Regions from separate parts of the Pan troglodytes genome. Here region 1 is linked to region 2. A link is a contact called in public Hi-C data. All regions are on one chromosome and are shown on one strand. Each heading gives the region's core, a stretch centred on a gene start, on an enhancer-like site or on the middle of the called end of the contact. The rest is flanking DNA. Distances are from core to core; before and after follow the strand shown. Region 1 has its middle 48 kb from the start of BHLHE40. Region 2 holds the start of BHLHE40 (basic helix-loop-helix family member e40).

What was found. Hi-C and Micro-C count contacts between places; a contact is called where the count stands out from the background.
Region 1: a contact with region 2 is called in a Hi-C map of stem cell-derived neural progenitor cells, with 6 times the contacts expected there. The contact joins the enhancer-like site here to the promoter of BHLHE40 in region 2. A contact is called at or near these places in 2 of 7 Hi-C or Micro-C datasets (blood and stem cell-derived neural progenitor cells).

What each region holds. Positions count from the first base shown.
Region 1 is chr2:9,062,025-9,065,669 of NHGRI_mPanTro3-v2.0_pri, forward strand. No RefSeq gene overlaps it. Among named protein-coding and RNA genes, the nearest start is that of BHLHE40, 48 kb to the left of the region's middle. Within about 2 kb of position 1,702, at least 18 of the 24 cell types and tissues checked have an H3K27ac peak or open chromatin away from gene starts, as enhancers often do. A contact at or near this core is called in stem cell-derived neural progenitor cells, where this site is marked.
Region 2 is chr2:9,014,345-9,017,784 of NHGRI_mPanTro3-v2.0_pri, forward strand. BHLHE40 (basic helix-loop-helix family member e40) reads left to right here and starts at 1,996. Exons shown (of 5, transcript XM_516248.9): 1 at 1,996-2,559; 2 at 2,723-2,792; 3 at 3,062-3,169. The coding sequence starts at 2,480.

The DNA.
Region 1 (3,645 bases), core at 452-2,951, 47 kb after region 2:
TAATAAAATCTAGACGGAAATGGTCCAAATGAATGAGGTTTTCCTGGGATGTTTCTATACACTGCAGTCTCTCCATTCTTTCCAAAGCCGAGTACAAGTGCATTAAGCGCTTACATGGACCAGGACGCTATTCTGCTCATTACTGAGCATTAATTTACAGCTCTGGGACATGGACAAGTTACTTCGCCTCTGTGTCTCGGTCTCTTCATCTGCAAAGTAGGGACCAAAGTGATAGAACTGACCTCATAGGGTTGTTGTATCAAATGAGGTAATAATGGTAGTGGCTTTGGCACAGCGTTTGGCATACAGTAGGCCTCAATGCTAGTTGCATTGATGTTATTACGTGTTTCTTATTTGGAATTACTTTTATCCTCATCTCACATTATTAACACATAATTCAAGATTAAATGCATGGTTTTAAAAATGCAGTAAAAATGCATCAATTCCAAAGAAAAAGGGCCATGTCTGTCATGTTAATTGATGTTTTGCAAGGCTGCCTGGTAATGGTAAAGACTTCTAGTTTAGGACTCAGATTTGATTTTACTTCCCAGCTGGTCTCACATTAACTGGGTATTCTACTCTGTAAAATGGGGATAACACCTACCTCATAAGGTTGTGTTGAAGCCACAAGTTCATGCCGGTGCAGCTTTGCAAGGCTTAATACGTGCTGGCTAGCGCTGTTATTATCCGTCTCTCTTCACCTGGCACGCTCGGGGTACTCAGGAAATACTTGCCAAAAGTAATTAAAACAAACATTGCAGCCAGGTGTGGTGGGTCGCACCTGTAATCCCAGCACTATGCGAGGACAAGGCAGGTGGGTCACTTGAGGTCAGGAGTTCGAGACCAGCCTGGCCAACATGGTGAAACCTTGTCTCTATTAAAAATATATATATAAAAAAAGAAACATTAGCTGAGCGTGGTGGTATGCACCTGTAATACCAGCTACTGGAGAGGCTGGGACAAGAGAATGGATTGAACCAGGGAGGCGGAGGTTGCAGTGAGCCAAGATCGAGACACGGCACTGCAGCCTGAGTGACAAATCAAGACTCTGTCTCAAACAACAGCAACAAATAAACAAACAAAAAAATATATATATTGCTTCACTGATAGTGGATGGGCCATTGACTCTTAAGAGGTTCGTGAGACCCTGATCTATGGCAAGAAAGGTAAGAAAAAACCCAACTCAAACCAAACCAAATCACAGAGGCTTGAAAAGTCAGCTCTCCCAGTTACAGGCTATCCTAGGGCTCTTCTCTGGGCTCTAGTTTTCTCTGGCTTGTTTCTAACACCCTCAGGCGAGTGTGCTTTGAAAACTTGACAATCAGGTACAATATGGAAGGTGGGCCACCGGGTGCCTTCAGGGCAGAATCCAGGACCTGTAGTGGGTGGCCTCGTCTCCTGGGGCCTGCACCCTAGAGCCAGTGGCTTCCTGAGTGGGCCGTGCCCCGGGTCACTTCCCGGGGGCGGGTTAGCCTCACTGAGGCGGCCAGGATGCTCTTGGTCTCCTAGACAACAGTGTGTGACCGAGGAGATGCAGTAAACGAGTGGTGTCATCCTGCGAAACCAACCCACCCCCCCACCCCGCCCCCTCACAGCCGGGCCCCGGCCGCAGGAAGTGGAATTCTTCTGGGAAAGAGACTGACGTCGCCGGTGGCCGCGGTCCCTGCCCCTGCCCTGGCAGGCGCTGATGCAAGCGCCGGCTCGCGCCTGCAGGCAGGCGGTCCCCGGGGAGCTGGCGCAGCGCTCTCTCCGTCTTGCTCCCTTCCGGCCACCCCCGCCCGGCTTTCCCTGTGAGAAGTCAACAGCTCCTGGGTGGTTTCCCACCGAAAGGCCCAGCGGGGGGTGTGGGGGGAGGGGCTGAAGTGTCTTTGCCCAAACCCGTTCTTCTTTCTCCCCAGCTCCTCCCAGACTGGGTTTGGGAGAATCCCAGCATCTCAACCTGGCCACGTGTCTGGGTCAATCTGAAGGGCTCTCGGTGCCTCCAGCCCCTCCCTGGGACAGCCTGGGTGGCCTGAGATACCTGGTGCCAGCGCTGCCAAGGAAACCGTCCGGACCACTAGGGAACCTTGGGTCTGGATGGGGAGGCGGTGAAGAGCCTCTGGGGTGGAAGTGGTCCAGCCAAGGCTGGTCTCCATCGCCTTCTGCTGGCAAACGGAAGAGTTGCTCTGAAATCCCTCCTGGAACCTCCCAGAGGCTTGGGGAGGGGTGGGGGCGGGGCGCGCCCTGGAATGTTAGAGGCCGCCCTTTTCTTTTTTTTTTTTGAGACAGAGTCTCACTCTGTCGCCCAGGCTGGAGTGCAGTGGCGCGATCTCGGCTCACTGCAACCTCCACCTCCCGGGTTCAAGCAATTCTCCTGCCTCAGCCTCCTGAGTAGCTGGGACTACAGGCGCCCGCCACCACACCCTACTAATTTTTTTTTTTTTGTATTTTTAATAGAGACGGGGTTTCACCATGTTAGCGAGGATGGTCTTGATCTCCTGACCTCATGATCCGTCAGCCTCGGCCTCCCAAAGTGTTGGGATTGCAGGCGTGAGCCACCGCGCCCGGCCAGAGGCCACTCTTTTCATAAAGCAGACCGGGAAACTGAGGTTCAGAGAGGGCAGGGTACCTGTCCATAGTCCCTCAGCTATTCTAAGACCAAGTCACGACCGGAATTCGCACTGAAGCTCACTGTACAATTTCCATGCTTTGGTTTTGTTTTGTTTTTGAGATGGAGTTTCGCTCTTGTTGCCCAGTCTGGAGTGCAGTGGCCCAATCTCAGCTCACTGCAACCTCCGCTTCCAGGGTTCAAGCGGTTCTCCTGCCTCAGCCTCCCGAGTAGCTGGGGCTTCAGACGTGGGCCACCATGCCCGGCTAATTTTTGTATTTTTAGTAGAGACAGGGTTTCACCATGTTGGCCAGACTGGCCTTGAACTGACCTCAAGCGATCCGCCCGCCTTGGCCTCCCAAAGTACTGGGATTACAGGTGTGAACCACCGCACCCAGCAACAACCCCCATGCTTTTTAAAGCCGGAAGTCTTCACATAGTTGACGACTCCTCTCTGCGGCCTTGCGCTCCTGCGAGCCCTTTCTCCATCACTGCATCCCAGCAGCAGCTCCAAGTGTGGTTCCAGACCCCAAGTCTTTCAGGGAGTATGTGAAGTCAAAACTAGTTTCCTAACAATACTAAGAGGATATTTGCCTTTTTCACTCTTTCTCTTCCCTGTGCACGGTGGAGTTTTCCAAAGACCACATGACAGGCAACGCTGCAATAGACGGACTGCAGAAGCAGCTCTGAAAAGCCAGCTGTCTTCTATTAAGGAAGACACTAAAGAGATTTGCAAAAATTGAAACCATGCATTCTTCTCACTCATCTTTTATTGTTGTTCGTTTTAGAAAATACAGCTATTTTCATAAAACATATATAAATATATAATGGGTTTATTATTTTTAAATGAACTACAAATAATTTAAAAATGGAATACAAATAATTTTAAAATAATTATTAAAAAATAATTACAAAATAATTTTTAAATAATTGAACTACAAATAATTAAAATTTTTGTTTGTTTTCTGAGACAGAGTCTTGCTCTGTCACCCAGGCTTGAGTGCAGTGGCGCGATCTCGGCTCACTGCAACCTCCACCTCCCGGGTTCAAGCAATTCT
Region 2 (3,440 bases), core at 746-3,245:
CATGCCAGTTAGCAGTTAGAAAAGGAGGCATTTCTCACACTTGCTAAAGAGTTTGACGCTTGTGAAATATAAACAGGAAGTGGGAGCTCTCCAAGGCGACCTGAAGGAAATACACTGCCAGTTTGGTCAACTTGTGAATGCCAGTTCTCTAGGTCGTCAAGGACACTGCCAGTTAAGGCTGACCCCCTAACTGCACCCGAGGCTACTACTCTTCACCCAGTCTCGGCAGTGACCCCATTTTTTTTTTCAATCCTTCCCACAGCCAGGTCACTCAGCAGTGGGGTGAATGACCCGAAGCGCAGTGGGAAAGGCTTACAGTCATCTCTCAACTCCCCGAACTTGCAGGGCAGGGGAGCGCAGAGGTCAGTGAAATCCCCAGCCAGGCCTTATTTTAGTCATGAGTTTCCACTGGCTCCCTCCTCTGACTGTATCAGCGGGGCTCACACCGCGGGATTGGAGTTTCAGCTGTTTTCCCTGCTCCCGGCTGAGTGAGAAGGTCACAGAGCCCGGACTTTTCCGGGGGAGGTGGGTGGGGCCCTCCGGCAGCCTAAGTGAGATTGCAGAGATCTGGGGCCGCTGGAGGAGGTCTTTCCGCCCCGGGCTTGGGGCTTTGGGTTAGCTTCTCCCCCGCTTCTCTACCTAGGCATCTCGGTTACAATTAAATTAAAAACAAAACACAAAGCAACACAAGTTCTCATTTTTTTTCCCCCTCTGTTAGCCAGTGGCCTCGATACAATTTTCCCAGGGCTGCCTTTCCCTTATTGCTCAATTTAACCTCTTCCTAGAGGTTCTGTAAGTTCAAGGGCAGGATCCGTGTCGGATTCATCAACAAGTACAGCGCCTAGCACAGAGTAGGGGGCTCAAGAAATACGTGTCGACTGCACGATTGCTAAGATTTCCCTGTAACAGGCGGTTTTTTTCTTGTCTCTCTCATCCCTCCTGCCCCGGGTGCAGACCGCAAACAGCGCCGCCGAACTTCCCAACAGGCAGGGAGAGGGCCGATCCGGGCTGGCGCACCACGTCCCCGGGGTCTCAGTCCCTGGGTCAACGCAGAGAGGCTCGCGGTCCGCGGTGCTACGACCTGAGCCCGGCCACGTGAAGCGTCACGCCCTGCGCTGCTGCAGGGCAGGCGCCGCCGCCGCGGTTGTGTAACGCTGCAGCCGGAGGGGAGGCGACCCGGGCGCCTCTGCTCCGGAGGGGGCAGCGGAGGGAGGGAACGCCGGGCACCGCGCCCGGTATCTTTCTGTGCTTGACTGGCCGGGAGGAAGGGGGTGACACTGGAGCACCCAGGGGGCTGCGCAACCGGGTGCCCGCCCGCCCGCAGGTTGTGCCCAGGAGCGGAGCTCCTGGGAGCGAGGGGCCCTCGGCTCACACCCTCCACGGTCAGGTGCGCGCGGCGTGCTCGGCGGCAGCCTCAGCTGCCCCTGCGCTTGGCCGTCGGCCCGCTTCCCATGGGGTGACATCCGCCCCGCCCCTCGGTCCCTCCCCAAGGCGGGCAATTCCTGGACGCGAGGGTGAGCAGTGGGGGCAGGGAAGCCAGGACGGAAAGAAACCCCAGCCTCTGGGGAAGGCTGGGGGGCCGGGCGACTCCCTCCGCTGCGCGCCGGTTCCTCCAAGCGGGCCGGGCGGGGGAGGAGGAAGAGGGCTGGGCTGGAGCTAGCAAGGGGATATTCCTCTCCCGGCTTGAGTCAGACGCGGGCGGATCCGTCCTCCCCCGTTCCCTCCCAGGAGACGGGAACTTACTTCATTTCCCTGGGGCAGGTTCGCCCACGTTACCAACTTCTCCCCCTCCCCCAGCACCCCCGTCCCTTCCAGCTTCCGCGCCCCCCACCCAACTGGGCAGGACCCAGGTCGTGCTGCCACCCCCTCTTCGGGGAAAGGCGGCCGCAGCCGCAGACACCTGGGGGCCGGGGCTGAGGGTGGGGGCTCCCTAGCAGCCGCCGGAGCGTTGTCCAACACGTGAGACTCATGTGATGAAGCCGGGGGAGGGCGGGCAGGTCGCTCCTTCCCTCCCCGGCAGTGGCCAGACGTGCCTGGAGTCACAGGGTAGAACACGTAGCTCCAACCCACCCACTCGCTCCCATTTAACCCAGCCCGCAGCCTCTCCATTACTCCTCGGCTTGCCCCCCCACCCCCCCACTCCGCCCTAACCGCCCCCCCCTCACCCGCTCCCTCCCGCCTCCCCGCCCGCCCCACTTCTCATTCACTTGGCTTGCACGGCGCAGACCGCGCAGGGAGCACACACCGCCAGTCTGTGCGCTGAGTCGGAGCCAGAGGCCGCGGGGACACCGGGCCATGCACGCCCCCAACTGAAGCTGCATCTCAAAGCCGAAGATTCCAGCAGCCCAGGGGATTTCAAAGAGCTCAGACTCAGAGGAACATCTGCGGAGAGACCCCCGAAGCCCTCTCCAGGACAGTCCTCATCCAGACGCTCCGCTAGTGCAGACAGGAGCGCGCAGTGGCCCCGGCTCGCCGCGCCATGGAGCGGATCCCCAGCGCGCAACCACCCCCCGCCTGCCTGCCCAAAGCACCGGGACTGGAGCACGGAGACCTACCAGGGTAAGTTGGCACTCCTTGGCCCTTCAAGCCTCAACTCCAGCCCCATGTTATGCGCCACTCTCAACTTGGAGCAGCTCCGGGCGCACCGGGAGGTTCTTGCCCGGCAGAACGCCTGCAGCCGTGCGCAAGCAGTCACGACCCTTCCTGGTCTCTCTTCCTGCAGGATGTACCCTGCCCACATGTACCAAGTGTACAAGTCAAGACGGGGAATAAAGCGGAGCGAGGACAGCAAGGTAAGCAAGTGCACCCCTAGGGACCCTGCGCTCAGCCCCTCGCGCGCGCTGAGTTTCCAAGAAAAGTTTTCTCGCTTTGAGGTTGGCGAGGGGATGCAGGGTGTGGGCTCGGTGCCTCTTCTGAGTGACTTGGAAAAGAAAGGGCAGACGATGGTTCTGGGTGCTACTCTGCTACTCTGCTCCTCTGCCGGACTGTTGCTGCGGGGCTGGGAGGATAGGCTTCTCATCTCCTTCCCCAAGCGCCCACCGCCTCCCCGTGCGTCTTGCAGGAGACCTACAAATTGCCGCACCGGCTCATCGAGAAAAAGAGACGTGACCGGATTAACGAGTGCATCGCCCAGCTGAAGGATCTCCTACCCGAACATCTCAAACTTACAGTAAGTGAGAAGCTGGCCCCTTTCCAACCCAGTCCTTTGCCCAGAGGGCGGGCGGGTCACTCGCCGCCTGCAGGTTCCGCGGGGAACTGCAGACCAGACTGGCGGATCAGAGCTGGCGGGTGGCTCTGCGGTGGGGTCCTCCTCCACAGTCCTGGCGTTTTCGGGCTGACTCATGCAAATGAGGCGAGAACCACTTGGACCTCTCCAAGTTGGCTCCAACACCAACTGGCCTTCCTTTTCAGGAGTTTAACTTCTGGTGATTTTCAGGATT